Regions from separate parts of the Mus musculus genome. Here region 1 is linked to region 2. Evidence: chromatin contacts called from public HiChIP or PLAC-seq data. All regions are on one chromosome and are shown on one strand. Each heading gives the region's core, a stretch centred on a gene start, on an enhancer-like site or on the middle of the called end of the contact. The rest is flanking DNA. Distances are from core to core; before and after follow the strand shown.

Region 1 (6,737 bases), core at 3,507-6,006, 92 kb before region 2:
TGGTGGGAAGCATGGTGGCACACAGGCAGATATAGTGCTAGAGAAGGTGGCTGAGAGTTCTTCATGTGGATCCAGGCCACACTAGGCCTGGCTTAGCATCTGAGACCTCAAAGCCCACCCCCAGTGACACACTTCCTACAACAAGGCCACACTTCCTCTAACAAGGCCACACCTCCTAATGGTGCCAGTCCTATGAACCATTTTCATTCAAACAACCACACCTTACTAACTCTTTTTCCTGGCCCTTTCATTCTCCCCTCCTCTGTTTAGGACACCGATAACTCAGGACATAGGACATCCTTAACTCAGAACCATAACTCTAGGTTTTTTACATTAGGAAGGGCTGGGGACATGGATCAGCAGGATAGCATGCATACTGCTCATCCAGAGGACCAGAGTACAGTTCCTAGAACCCATGTCAGATGGCAAACTCTACCAAACTCAGTGACTCTTTTAGAGCCATTTGGAATATCTGCTTGGCATAGTAGTGCATACCTATAGTCTCAGAGTTTAGGAGACTGAGGCAGGAGGATAAAGAGTTGAGGCCAAGGCTGGGCTACACAGTACACTCCTGACTTTGGTGGGGGAAGGGAGGGACAATCTGGCATTAAGTAGAATACATTTTGGCTTGAGAATGCTGCAAGGCTTTACTCAAGTTGCCCTTAACGTTTTAAGTGGTATTAAGTACCTTTCATAATAGTCATTTATTCTATATAACTTGATGTGCTGGCTGGTTTTTATGTCAATTCGACACAAGCTATAGTCATCTGAGAGGAGGAAACCTCAATGAAGAAAATGCCTCCCTAAGATCAGGCTGCAGGAAAGCCTGCAAGGCATTTTCTTAATGATTGATTGATGTGGGAGGGCCCAGCTCACTGTGGGCGGGGCCACCTCTGTGCTGTAGTACAGGGTTCCATTACAAGAAAGCAACTCTCTTGTGAGGCTATGCCGGGGCCTAGCAAACACAGAAGTGGATGCTCACAGTCAGCTACTGGATGGATCACAGGGCCCCCAATGGAGGAGCTAGAGAAAGTACCCAAAGAGCTAAAGGGGTCTGCAACCCTATAGGTGGAACAACAATATGAACTAACCAGTATCACCCCCCCCCCCAGCTCGTGTTTCTAGCTGCATATGTATCAGAAGATGGCCTAGTCGGCCATCATTGGAAAGAGAGGCCCATCAGTCTTGCAAACTTTATATGCCTCAGTACAGCGGAACGCCAGGGCCAAGAAGTGGGAGTGGGGGGAGGGGGGAGAGTATGGGGGTACTTTTGGGATAGCATTGGAAATGTAAATGAAGAAAATACCTAATTAAAAAAAAAAAACCCTAAAAAAAAAAAAAAAAAAAAAAAAAGAAAGCAACCTGAGTGAGCCATGAGGGGCAAGCCAGTAAGCAGCACCTCTCCTGGCCTCTCCATCAGCTCCTGACTTCAGGTTCCTGCCCAGTGTGAGTTCCTGCCCTGAGTTCCTTCAATGATGGACTACAATGTGGAAGTATAAGACAAATAAATAAACCCCTTTCTTCCTAACTTGCTCTTGATCACAGTGTTTCACCACAGCAATAGAAACCCTGATAAAGATACTTGGTGATCCTGGCTTCTAGAAAATCAGGGACTCTCTGTACCTAGAGATCAAATAGGCATTTAGATAGTGTAAAAGAAACATGCTGTTTACAATATGCTGGTGTGGGTGTGGGGAGGGCTAATGCAGCTAGCTCAGTGGGTAAAGTTCTTGCTCACCTATCCAGAGGGGGAAGGGGAGAAGAGATCACACACACACACACCTACACACACACACACACACACACACACACACACACCTACACACACCTACAAATAAATAAAGTTCTAAAATAAACTATACCCAAGCATTTTCCTTCTTTACTTAGCAATTCATGTTGTTATATAGTAAAGGCTACATAACTTCAATAACTTTATTAAAAAGGCATTGGCTGTTCCTTCTGCTTTCTCCTCAACCAAAGCCTAAGCCAACCTTACTAAAATTAAATATTGTTTCTACCGAATTATCTGAATGATTCATCTCTTCTAACATGAACTTCTGGGTTACAGTTCCCCTTTCCTGAGAGAGCATTCTTTCACAATTTTCCTTTATCTATTGGGACTGTCAAGTTCACAGTATGGAGCTGGCCAGATGGTGCAGCTGATAAATGTGTGTGTGTGTGTGTGTGTGTGTGTGTGTGGTATGTCTTTCTCACTAAATAAATAAATGTAATAAAAAAAATGTAAAGGTCCAAAACATGGCAGCAAAGATTAAATCTGAGCCTCGGGTGAGGTCTGGAAAGCTAGAACTTATTTCTAATCTTCAAAGAAGCCTGGGAAAATATCCCTGAAGAGGCTGCACTGGCGAAGGCTGCTATCAGAACCTGCAAGGCCAAGGTGGGTGTAGACCTCAAATTCAGGTCTGCCATTTACTATCTATGTAGTTCTTGGGCATGAGATTCACCATGCCTAGACCTCTCATTCATCCCTCAAATACAAAATGAATAAATATAACATGGTGTTTTAACCAGGTACTTGGTAATCAACGGATGTAAGTGATTAATGTTTTAGACTACCAACCACTAACAATGGGGGAAGAGAGGATATATATATATATATATATGTATATATATATGTATATATATATAATAAAAAACAGTTTCTGTGAAAAGTGAAAATAGATATTCTTAAAATGTGTTAAGTTTATTTATTTTGTTTGTTTGCTTTTGAGACAGAGTCACACTGTGTAGCCCTGGCTGACCTGGAACCCTTTCTGTAGACCAGGCTGGCCTTGAACTCACGACTCACCCGCCTCTGCTTCCCTAGTGCTGGGATTAAATCCACACCTGGCCGAAAAACAGGTTTTGTAATTGCCAGAATACTCCATTGTATCGCCTCCCCAACCAGCTATAAAATGATAGAGAAGTCCATAATGTTTATGGAGAGAATTAGGGAACTAGAATAGACTTATAGGTCTCTTAATGGGCACCTCATAACACACATGCTCTGAGACTTGCTGTGTGATTTCTTTTTGTGATCATCACCCATGTGCAGTGTCCAAACTTTTCAGGGGAATCTAAATTTCCACTCTCAAAGTTCTGCCACAGGCTCAGTGTAAACGCAAACTTGTGTTTATAATCACAAACAAAACCTACCTACCCAAGAAACACTTAAGTGACATTCCTAGTCTTCTTGTTCTTGACAAGTCCGAGGCTTAAAAGCTGGTGAGACGTTTTAATAATTTTCTATGTCTTAATCATCTCCAACGCATGTGAAGCAGATACCTCGTTTTCCTGTGCTCCTGTATCGACTCTTCACCTGCCTGTATGAATTATCCTTCCCTACACAGAGGTGGGCTATACCTGCCTACCCAGTGACTGTCAGAAACTCCTCACTCCCGCCTCCATCCAGAGCCCCTTAATGAACAAAAGAGGGTTTATCCCACTGCTTTGAAAGGAAAAAATAGTACATTTGCAAAAGTAGGTCTATCTTACACTTTTGAAAAGGTCCAGCTCCCACCCCCAAACCCTCTCCCGGACCTTAGGCTGTAACTGCAACTGCCAGGAAGCCCTGCAAAAGGGTACCAGTGCCTCACCGCCACGGGAGAGCCTGCAGCACCAGATTGGTAATGACGCCACATGGAGATAGCGTGAAAAAAGAATGAGAAGGCAGCACCAGAAATGTGCTCTCGTCCAAAGGGGTGGAAGGAAGAGAGGAGAGAGAACACACACACACACACACACACACACACAGAGAGAGAGAGAGAGAGAGAGAGAGAGAGAGAGAGAGAGAGAGAGAACAGATATCCTAAAGTAGATATAATCAGTGATCCTCTAGGCAAGGTACCTCCTGGACACCCCTAATCCTTACCTAGGCTACATGCAAAGATGTAAATTTGGAAGTACGTGGGAAATCAACTTGGAGACATTGTAAGGCAAATTCTCCCACCATCACTACCATCACCAAACCCTGTGCAAGTAAAAAGCCAGCACTAAATGCTACTAGAAACTACATGCAGTTCTGGGCCCGAGGTTTACATAATCACAAATTACATAATACTCATCCCGAGCACTAAACCCCTTTCTATAGGTGAAGTTCCCCATCATCCCGTCGCTTGCTATTTTCCAAAGAACGCTGGAAAAGTCTCCAATATCTGCGGAGGGAGGGGATGGGGCGCTGCAAAAGTCACCCTCGACAAGCCGCAAAGCCACGTCAAATGGTCCAGGGTAAAGGGGGTTCGGAGCAGGTGACTCCTCTCCTCCCGCATCCCCCCGGCGCCCGGCATCCAAGGCCGAGGCTGGGCGAGCGAGGCGCACCGGGCGCGGCCGGGCTTACCTGCTCCCCGAAGTCGATGGCTATGTTGGTGATGCCGAGGGGCACCAGGAACCGGATCAGGGGCCAGTAGTGCGTGAGCGCCGGGAATTTCACCATAGTCCCCGCCGTGGGCTGACCCCACACTCATCTGCCGCCGCGAGGGCACTGTGCTGGGAGGCGCGCGGAGCGCAGCGCGGGGACGGAGGCCGCGGCCGGCGGGGCCTGGGGCGGCGGCTGCTCGCGGCGGCGGCGGCGTCCTCTCCAAGCGCTGCTGCTCTAGCAGGAGAGCCGCGAGCTCAAGTCCATCCCCGCTGCCCTCCCACACAACAAAGATCTGCCGGGGAGAAAGAGAGGAGGGACAGGGACGGCAGCGGCGGCAGCGGCGGCGGCGGCGGCGGCGGCAGCAGAGGCTTCTGCTGACAGCGGCTCCATTATAAGCGCTCTGGGCCCGGAAATAAATAAATAACCGCGCGCACGAGGCGCCTCCGCCGCCGCCGCCGCGCCGCGCGGAGGAAATCAGGGGCGGGCGGAGGCGCGACACCGCTGGCGACCCGGGAGGGGGCCGGCCCGGCGCCGCCTCCCCGCTCCGCTGCGCACGGCTCGGCCGCGGGGGGCGCTGCGCTCGCACAGGCCACTGCCGTCCGCGCCCGCGGGGGACCGGGGCGCCGCCTGAGCCGAGCGCGCGGAGCGGGGAGTCAGGCGGGGCGGGCGAGCGGGCGGGGACTCCGGGTGACCCGACACCGACAGCCCCATGCTGTCCCCGGAGCGTCCGGCAAGGCCGTGTGAGCGCCGTCTCCAGAGTTGGGAACCAGGAGTAGAGCTTCGGGGACAACCGAGCTGGAAAGGCCTCGGCGTCCGGGCGGCCTTGAGGCGGACTGGGAGCTGCTTTAGGGTGATGGGGATACGGCTGCATTAGTGGGAGAGAAGGATGGTTTACCAAAACGAGCATCTCGCATCTCTCGTGACAGAGATCTGCAGACCCTGGGGAAAAATACACCGGGTGGCAGGGACTGACTGTCCGTCCTGGACTAGGGTTCTGGGATGCTCCATACCGGTCTCCAGCTTTTGCTAGTAATGTGCAACCGTTTACTTATTTAAAAGTCGACCGGTAAATATGCTTAAAAAAAAAAAAAAGGAAAGAAAATCTGCTCGGCTGTGTTATAATATGTCCCCAGTGATTTCATGATAAATCAGTTGCTGAGCTGAGACTTTTACCTAAAACTGAAAAGCTTGACAAAGCCAGCATCAGCCGGTGTCCCAGTATAGTGTATGAAAAAAGGGTCCAAGCCAGTGACTGAAGCATTCACAGCAGGGCGGGGCTGGCCTCCAAGAGACGAGTACAGTCACACAAAAAAGCTTAGCTCGTAGAGGGTCCTGTGCCTGCTTTGGCTCTCTGTTTTTGCCTTAATACTTTTCATTAATATTTATTTTATTATTTTATGTCTATGGGCAGATATTTTTTTTTGTCTGCATGTCTGTCTGTGCATGACATGCTTGTCCAGCACCCACAGAGCCCAGAAGAGGGCATTGGAGCTTCTCCTGGATTCCAGAACATTGTGAGCTACCATATGAGTGCTGGAATGGAACCCGGGACTCTGGAAGAGCAGCAGTCGGTGCTCCTAACTGCTGAAACATCGTTTTCTTCAAACCCTGGTCTTGCCCTCTTGAAATGATGAATTTCTGAACAAGGGGCCTTAGCTTTTCATTCTGTAGCAGTTGAGATAGATGGTTTGTTCAACTTGTATCTTCCTATGCATCTTTTTTTTTTTTTTTTTTTTTTGGTTTTTCGAGACAGGGTTTCTCTGTATAGCCTTGACACATCTTTTAAAATAAACATAATGAGTTAAACTTGTGTATTACTTAAAACATTCAAGTATTTTGTCCTAAGAAATGAACCCATTCCCTTTATCTCTGTAAGGCTCATATTAATACTATATTTGAAGGTAATCAGAGGCAGGAGGATTGCTGTAAGTTCCAGGCCAATCTTGGCTACATAATGAGTTCCAAGCCTGCTAGGATTTTGTAGGGAGACCTTGCCTTTATTAAATACATAAATAAGTAAATAAATAAGAGCTTGAGACATTAACTTTCTGGTGCAGATTTTTCCGACTGCATCGCAAGTATTAAATATTTCCATATTTGATGCCTTTTATCCCCTTCAGTTTTACACACTCTGGTTGAAGCCCCTAAAAACTAGGAAACCAATTTACCCGCAGTTCCGTGTAACCCCAAATTACATCACCCATATAATTAAAACAAAACTTTGGTAATTGTTCATTGCATTTGATATGTCAAACAGTTACCCTTAAAAGAGATTTTTTTCCAGCAAAACAGGAAGTTCTTGTGTACAGGGCTCTCCCCAGGAGCAATTCCTGAAAGGCATGTTTCTGTGTAGTCAGTTATTAAGCTAACCATACAAAAAAAA
Region 2 (7,470 bases), core at 690-3,189:
AGTTCTTCAAATACTAGAACATTATTGGAATTCTCTTCAGAGGGTTTTCCTGCCCACACAGAGAATGAACAACTGTTCTGTGTTCCCATCTCTGTTTGCCTCACTCAGTCCCACTTTCCTTTCATTATTCACCTGGGCCTGATTCACCCTTGCCCCACATTCTTGGCCACTTAAGTTAACTATTCATGAGCCTAGGAGCAAACTGATCCCATCTTTGGACACCTTTGAGATGCACAGGCAAAACAAAACAGAGAAAGATACTTTCTGAGCATGGAGTTGAGTTTTGTCTATGAATGAGCCCAAATTAAAGATGCAAGAGAACCCATCTCCTCCACCAATGAACTCTGCTGTCCTAAAAGCCTCATCTTTGTTAACTGCCACAGGTTTCTTCCCTGTACCCCTCCCCCCCAATCATATGTCCAATGTCCACTCACCCAAGAAGGTGACAAGGAATTTCTTCTATCTGCATTTCTTCTTCTCCAGGAAAGCATTACAGTTGATGATTCTGAATTAGCATTTTTTAGTCCTCAGCCAAATGAAAATTATGCACTCTTCATACCTGGGGCATTTTGTACACATATTGTGCCTTTTTTCATTGACATCTTTTAAATATTAGACAGCAGACACTTACTTAGTGTAGGAGCAAAATTAAATGGTAATACTAATAAGTAAAAACATTATGTCCAACTCAAAGCCTAACATTTATACCTGGCCATTTTTAATTGTCTTCCCCACTTGTTTATGATTAGGGGAATCCATTGATTACATTATGGGATTTAAGTAAGTCGTTATCACATAGGCCTTGTACTGGCTGGTTTTGTGTGTCAACTTGCTAGAGAAAGGAACCTTTCTTGAGGAAATGCCTCCATAAGATCTAGCTGTAAGGCATTTTCTCAATTAGTGATCGCTGGTGGGAGGACCAGTTGTAGGATGTGTCAGCCCTGGGCTGGTAGTCAGGGTTCTATAGGAAGGCAAGCTGAGTCAGCCAGGGGAAGCAAGCCAGAAAACTGCACCGATCCGTGACTTCTGCATCAGTTCCTCTCTCCAGGTTCCTACCCTTTGTGAGTTCCAGCCCTGACTTCCTTTGGTGATGAACAGCAAAGTGGAAGTGTAAGCCGAATAAATCCTTTCGTTCTCAACTTGCTTCTTGGTCATGATGTTTGTGCAGGAACAGAAACCCTGACTAAGACAGGTCCCATCCTCAAAGTAGGCTGTGTACATCTTCAAATATTAGAACATTATTGGAATTCTCCTCAGAGGGCTTCTGAAGTGCCTTTCTCTTCTTAAACTTTCCTTGGACAAAATTAATGAAACCTTTGAAAAAATTGAATAAGAGGACTTCACTTCATCCATCCGAACGCCTAGCTGTGCTCTTAAAGATACTTCTGTAGGGTAATTTCCGTGAGGTCAACAGTTGGGACAGTCTTAGCTTTCTATTATGCGTCCTGTACTTAGAAAAGCATTTGACACACAATATTCTTCTAGTGACTCTGTCATTTGCCCTCGAGCTGTTTCAAGAAGTTCAAAGATGTTGATAATATTGGTTTTTGAAGTATGCGGTGTGTGGAGCAAGGCCAGGGAGGGCAGAGTCCACAGCTCTACTTGCATCTAGTAACTGAGGGGCGACACTGTCATTGGATATCTTATGCAATTGAATTAGGGAGTTTCTAATGTATCCATATAGGAGTAAGTAAGCCGGGAGATTTCCATTTTTGTAACATGTTAATTGGAAATGGGTTCATACTTTGTCCAGAACATTTTAAAATGCTTCTGATTGGAAACCACATCCTGTCCAAACATTTGAGAAAATAGATATAATTTTCTTTCCCGTTTAACAACCATCTGACCAGTTGGATGAGAAGAATTGTTCTGTCTTTTTTGGCACCATCAAAGAATACTATTTGTTAGTATGCATTGTTGTGTCCAGTGCTGTGTGAAAAAATAAAACTGAAAGTTCTGGGCTTCAACAGCACAATTGCCTGCTTGAGTGAGTGTAGCATCAAGGGATCACAGAGAATCTCCAAACACAAGTTTCCTGGCAGGGAGCTCCTGAAGAGTGGTACCCTATCAGTACAATTAGTTAAGACTCCAGTACTGTGACAATGCACTAGCATGTCCTACCAAAGGAGGCGCCAGTTCTTAGTTCTGCTTTAGAGCTGTGGTATCAGGTACTGAGGTAGAATTTAAAACAAACTTGGTGAAGGTTCTATGCCCCAGTATAGGGGAATGCCAGGGCCAGGAAGCAGGAGTGGGTGGGTTGGTGAGCAGGGGGAGGGAGGAGGGGATAAGGGATTTTGGAGGGGAAACTAGGAAAGGGGATAACATTTGAAATGTAAATAAAGAAAATATCTAATAAAAAAATAAAACAAACTGATCAAATAAAAATCTCCAGACTAGTGACTTTCTAGTCAAATGTCCCTTTCAGGAATAAAGACATTAAGTGCTCAGATAGTCTATGATCCAGCTAGTACAAAAACAAAAACAAATAAACAAACAAAAACCAAAATAAGAACAACAAAACCAGCAAGAATTTAAATTCAGTGCATCACCTCAGCACCCCAGCTCCCATTTTCTTCATGACTCTCTCCTCTAAATACTATCTATCCAGACCTTGACTAAAGAGTGCTTATTTCTGCAGTGGGATCAAAATAGGCTATGTCAGAATAGCTAGGCTAAGACAAACCTTATCCTTCCAGTTGAAGAGTTTTGCCCTGAGAGCCTTCCCTTCTACATTCCAGAGTGACCCTTTGTGGCGAGCCTATGGAATGGTCAAGACTCCCGTTTCCACTCTGAGCTCTTATGCTGCTTCAGGCATCATGGATGTAGTCAGGAGAGGAAGACTGGCTTTAACAGTTTATTTTTGCTCAGATCTTAAAGAAATGTCAGTGAGCCAGGAACAAAGGGCTATCGTGTTACTGTGTTATGCAGAATTCTTTAGGGCGTTTAGAAAAATGAGTGGAAAATGATGGAATGAGAAAAAAGAAATTTGAAGGTCTCCATAAATGCACAGAAGAAATGTGTAATGTCTTTGCAGGTAACTAGAACATTTGTGGAGCCTACTAGTTCCCAAGGTTCCTGACTCAAATCCTGAGAAAAGTCAACACCTTCCATGGTGCCCATTTACATATTCCTGAAGAAATAATGCTTTTCCTTCCATAGTCACTGCTTTTGTACAATAAGTAATATATATGTTGGGTACACGAAAATTAAGCATGGATGATATGATGGTGCAGGCCTTTAAACCTAGCACTCAGAGGCAGTAAATTTAAGACTTGTTTAGACAACATAGTGAGACCCTTTCTCAAGGGTCAACAACAAAAAGAGAAAGCAAAAGCTGACTTTTTGAGACTGGGTTGTGGCTCAGTAGTAGACTGTGTGGTCATGTTGCACAGGCCCCTGAATTTAATCCCCAGCACAACTATCTAATTAGCTACTGTCATAGTCAGGGTTTCTATTCCTGCACAAACATCATGACCAAGAAGCAAGTTGGGGAGGAAAGGGTTTATTTGGCTTACACTTCCATACTGCTGTTCATCACCAAAAGAAGTCAGTACTGGAACTCAAGCAGGTCAGAAAGCAGGAGCTGATGCAGAGGCCATGGAAGGATGTTACTTACTGGCTTGCTTCACCTGGCTTGCTCAGCCTGCTTTCTTATAGAGCCAAGACTACCAGCCCTGAGATGGTCCCACCCACAAGGGGCCTTTCCCCCTTGATCACTAATTGAGAAAATGCCTTACAGTTGGATCTCATGGAGGCATTTCCTCAACTGAAGCTCCTTTTTCTGTGATAACTCCAGCTGTGTCAAGTTGACACAAAACTAGCCAGTACAGCTACTAAAGCTTTTATTAAAGCATAACAAAACCAGGGACAAGCAGGTGAAAAAATTTCACAAGATGAATGCAAATTATAAGTGTCACTGAAGACAGGACATAAAACATTGCTGAGAACTCAGAACTTCTCCTTAGGACCTGCTTGGTGATTCCAACATTTGTCCCAAATTAAACAATACCCTGACTTAGTCACTGTTAGTCTTGTAAACTTTTGAATGTTATTCAAATGAACTCTCACAACAGGTGCTTGTTGGCATTTAAGGTCTTTTAGTCAAAATCCTTGAGTGTGTGCTGTTACAGGTGGTTGGCTTGTTCACTCTTAGCTTCACATGGCCATTCTGTTTTATAAATAAAACATTACTTGTCCATGAACCGTTCAGGTTTTTGTTATTGGGAAATGATTCCCTGAGCATTCTGGGCCATATCTTTTGGTTCATGTATGCACTCATTAGCATTTGTGGATAATGCTCTGAGTAGAGTTGGTGACCACAGGGGAAGCACGTGGTTGGGTTGGTGTTTAATATATGGCCAAACTGTTCTCAATTCATTGTACTAATTTATATTACCAAGAGTGTTTGAAAACCCTAGTCACTAGGCAATCTTTCCTGACATTGATATTTTAGTAGGTACATGGTACCATTTCATTGCAGAGTTGTTTTGGTACATGTTAACTTTTCATTTTCCTTTTTAAATGATTTTATTTTTATTATTTTTACATACATTGGTGTTACGCCTGCATGTATGTGTGTGTGTGTGTGTGTGACAGTATTGGATCTCCTGGAACTGGAGTTACAGACATTTGTGAGCTGCCATATGGGTGCTGGGAATTGAACCCCAGTCCTCATGAAGGTCAGCCAGTGTTCTTAACCACTGAGCCATTTCTCCTGCCCCCTTTCTTCTTTTTAAAAAATATGTTTTAGAATCAGATGCAGAGACCAGACCCCCAGCCAAACATTAGGTGGAGCTTAGGGGACCCCATAGAAGATGGGGCACCAGAGGGGTTGAGGATACCATGAGAACACACCACAGAATAAACTAAACAGGGTGCATGGGGGCTCACAGAGACTGAAGCCACAAACACAGAGCTGGGTGGGTCTGAACTAGGTCATCTGCATGTGTGTGATGCTTGTGTAGCTTGGTGGTCTTGTAGAACCCCTAACAGCAGGAGTGGGGATTGTCTCTGACTCTTTTGCCAAGAGGAATTTTAAGGCTTGGTGCATGCAAGAAAAGATAGAGCATCTAGCTTTTTCTAAAGTTCTTTGAATGACTCAGCTTGAAGTAATCAATATACCAAGATGTTTTTTAAAATGGAGCAAATGAAAGCATACATATTGGATTCAATGTTCAAAAAGATTACAGTTTGAAGTAACTCGTATTATGGTGTGGGGAAATTAACAGTACACAATTAAAAGCTTTTCCAAAAAGTGGGGTTTGTTTTTAGAGATCTGATGCAAAAGCTTGTTTAATAAAATGTTCTGTGAACTGTTCTTTGGCACCTTCCTCCCCTTAGGGTCAGTGAATGTGGTTCCAAGTGACCAACAGAAATAAATGCTCCACAAATACCGAGAAAAATGATAACTCCCTAAATGGAAAGAACAAGGAGAGACCCCCACGGAGGGATGTCCAAACTGGGTCTCCCCAGACCTGCCATGCCCTTCCCCCAGATCTATTGTGTCCCTTCCCCCTCCTCCAGACCAGAGGAGTGCAGAAAGCCCACCCAGAAAAGGTGCATTCATGAGTTTAACTTGAAATAGGCAATTTCTTTAAATCTGGAATTAAAAAATAGATACTTAACTTAGCATGTATCTTTATGACATAAATTAAGGATAGATTTTAATTTTAAACTGGGACATGAAATAAACTTCTGACGGTATTTTTAAATTGATCTTCTTCAGGCTATTTAAAGATTTTTTTCATTCTAAGATCATGCAAAGCAGACCAAGGTTTCATTGTGTATAAAAAATTGCTAGTAAAATAACATACTGTACTTTTCTCCCCCTCAAAGTTTGTAATTTCATTTTAAACCTAGAACCAGATACTAAGACTTATGATTTATGGGTAGGTATGAAGATCAGTGGTGACTTAGAGGAGATTTGGCTAGATGTTAAGGACATTTTTACTCTAAATGTTCTTTTCCTAGACATCTCTTTTGAAATCTATTCCTGGGGCTGGAGAGAATGACTTAGTGGTTAAGAACACTTACTGCTCTTCCAGAGGTCCTAAGTTCAATTCCCAGCAACCAGAGTGGCTCACAACCATCTGTAATGAGATCTGATGACCTCTTCTGGTGTGTCTGAAGAGAGCAACAGTGCACTCACATACATAAAATAAATAGATTCATAAATAGATACATACATAAAATAAAAAGAAAGATTTCTTTTTGAAAAAAAAAGAAAGAAAGAAATCTATTCCGGACTACATCTTTATGTCACTGTTTGTTGGTTGTGCTGTTATTTTGCATTCAAGGTTAACCCCATGAAGCGCAGATCAGAAAGAAAAGCACAGAGTGGGGAGTGAGATTCATTTCTGCCCCCCCCCAACACAGTTACAAATAAAGTTTTTTTTTGGGAGAGAATGAAGCATGTTGGGTAGGAAACACCGTGATGGTCTATCTAGTAAGGAAGCTAAATGTCATGTTTTTAACAGATTGAAGTCACTGCCATGTCTCCAATACTTCTCCAGCCTCTGGGATCCATACAGCATCGAACAAAGTCTGAGGCTTTGTGGAGTGTGGTGAAGGACTAGAAATAAAGTCAGCACATATAGTGCGTCCAATGGGAGATGACAACAAGAGCAGGCATTGAGTAATATTTTAATGGGAGCAGGTCAGGAAAACTTTACTGAGATGTTTACACATGGGGTGAAAATTTAAAGGAAGCAAGTGAACCCTGGGGGGAAAAGCTTTTTGCCTAGGAGAAATGTAAATGTAAACTTCAGATTTTTTTCTGTTGCAATGTGTTTATTTATTTATTTATTTATTTATTTATTTATTTGGCATTGTTGGGAATAACATAGAGAGCAGGGATCTGTGTATGCTGGGCACAGTCTACATTGCAGAGCCAATAACTAGACCATGGGGCACGGGGCACATGTCACACACTATTCAGAGTTCCCCTTGAGTTGGAGGGATGGCGTAGCTTAAGCAGGAGTTTGAGACCAGCCTGGGCAACATAACAGGGCCTCCCCTGAGGGCAAGAAAACCATAATTAATGATGCTACTAGTATTTTCAGAGTTCTCGAATGAGCATATAAGAAAACAATTAATGCATTAATGCTTTTTTTTTTTTTTTTTTTTTTTTTTTTTTGGTGAGACAGGCTCTCTGGCTGGCCAGGAGCTCAGAGAGAACTTGTCTGCCTCTGTCTCCACAGTACGGAGAATACAGAGGTGCATTACTGCCCCTAAATGAGGGCCCTGCCACTTCAGTCACAGACTAAAGAGGTTTTGTCTTCAACTTGCTTTTGGCAGTCAGCTTTGCCCTTAGTTCTGTGAACAGTATCTGAGTATGAATGACTTACCAGGGAATGTTGGACTCCAATCAGCCTCCGCCTGGGCCATTTCAGCTCCTTCTTGTGAGGAGTTATTCTGTGACAGGGTATCTTTCTCAGGATGGCTCATCAGCACATCCTGGGAGGTGACTTT

The links. HiChIP or PLAC-seq counts read pairs in DNA pulled down with a chosen protein or histone mark.
Region 1: an H3K27ac HiChIP or PLAC-seq map of VIP interneurons shows a contact between it and region 2, with 4 times the contacts expected there. The contact joins the promoter of Ank here to the enhancer-like site in region 2. A contact is called at or near these places in 3 of 39 promoter capture datasets (the 3T3-L1 cell line, hippocampal neurons and liver), 1 of 15 datasets of contacts at CTCF or cohesin (the NIH/3T3 cell line), 4 of 484 Hi-C or Micro-C datasets (adipose-derived mesenchymal stem cells, cortical neurons and embryonic fibroblasts) and 3 of 115 datasets of contacts at active chromatin or transcription factors (VIP interneurons, embryonic fibroblasts and forebrain).

What each region holds. Positions count from the first base shown.
Region 1 is chr15:27,464,696-27,471,432 of GRCm38.p6, reverse strand. Ank (progressive ankylosis) reads right to left here and starts at 4,756. Exons shown (of 12, transcript NM_020332.4): 1 at 4,334-4,756. The coding sequence starts at 4,429.
Region 2 is chr15:27,369,365-27,376,834 of GRCm38.p6, reverse strand. No RefSeq gene overlaps it. Among named protein-coding and RNA genes, the nearest start is that of Gm36899, 90 kb to the left of the region's middle. Within about 2 kb of position 1,939, at least 2 of the 459 cell types and tissues checked have an H3K27ac peak or open chromatin away from gene starts, as enhancers often do. A contact at or near this core is called in VIP interneurons, where this site is marked.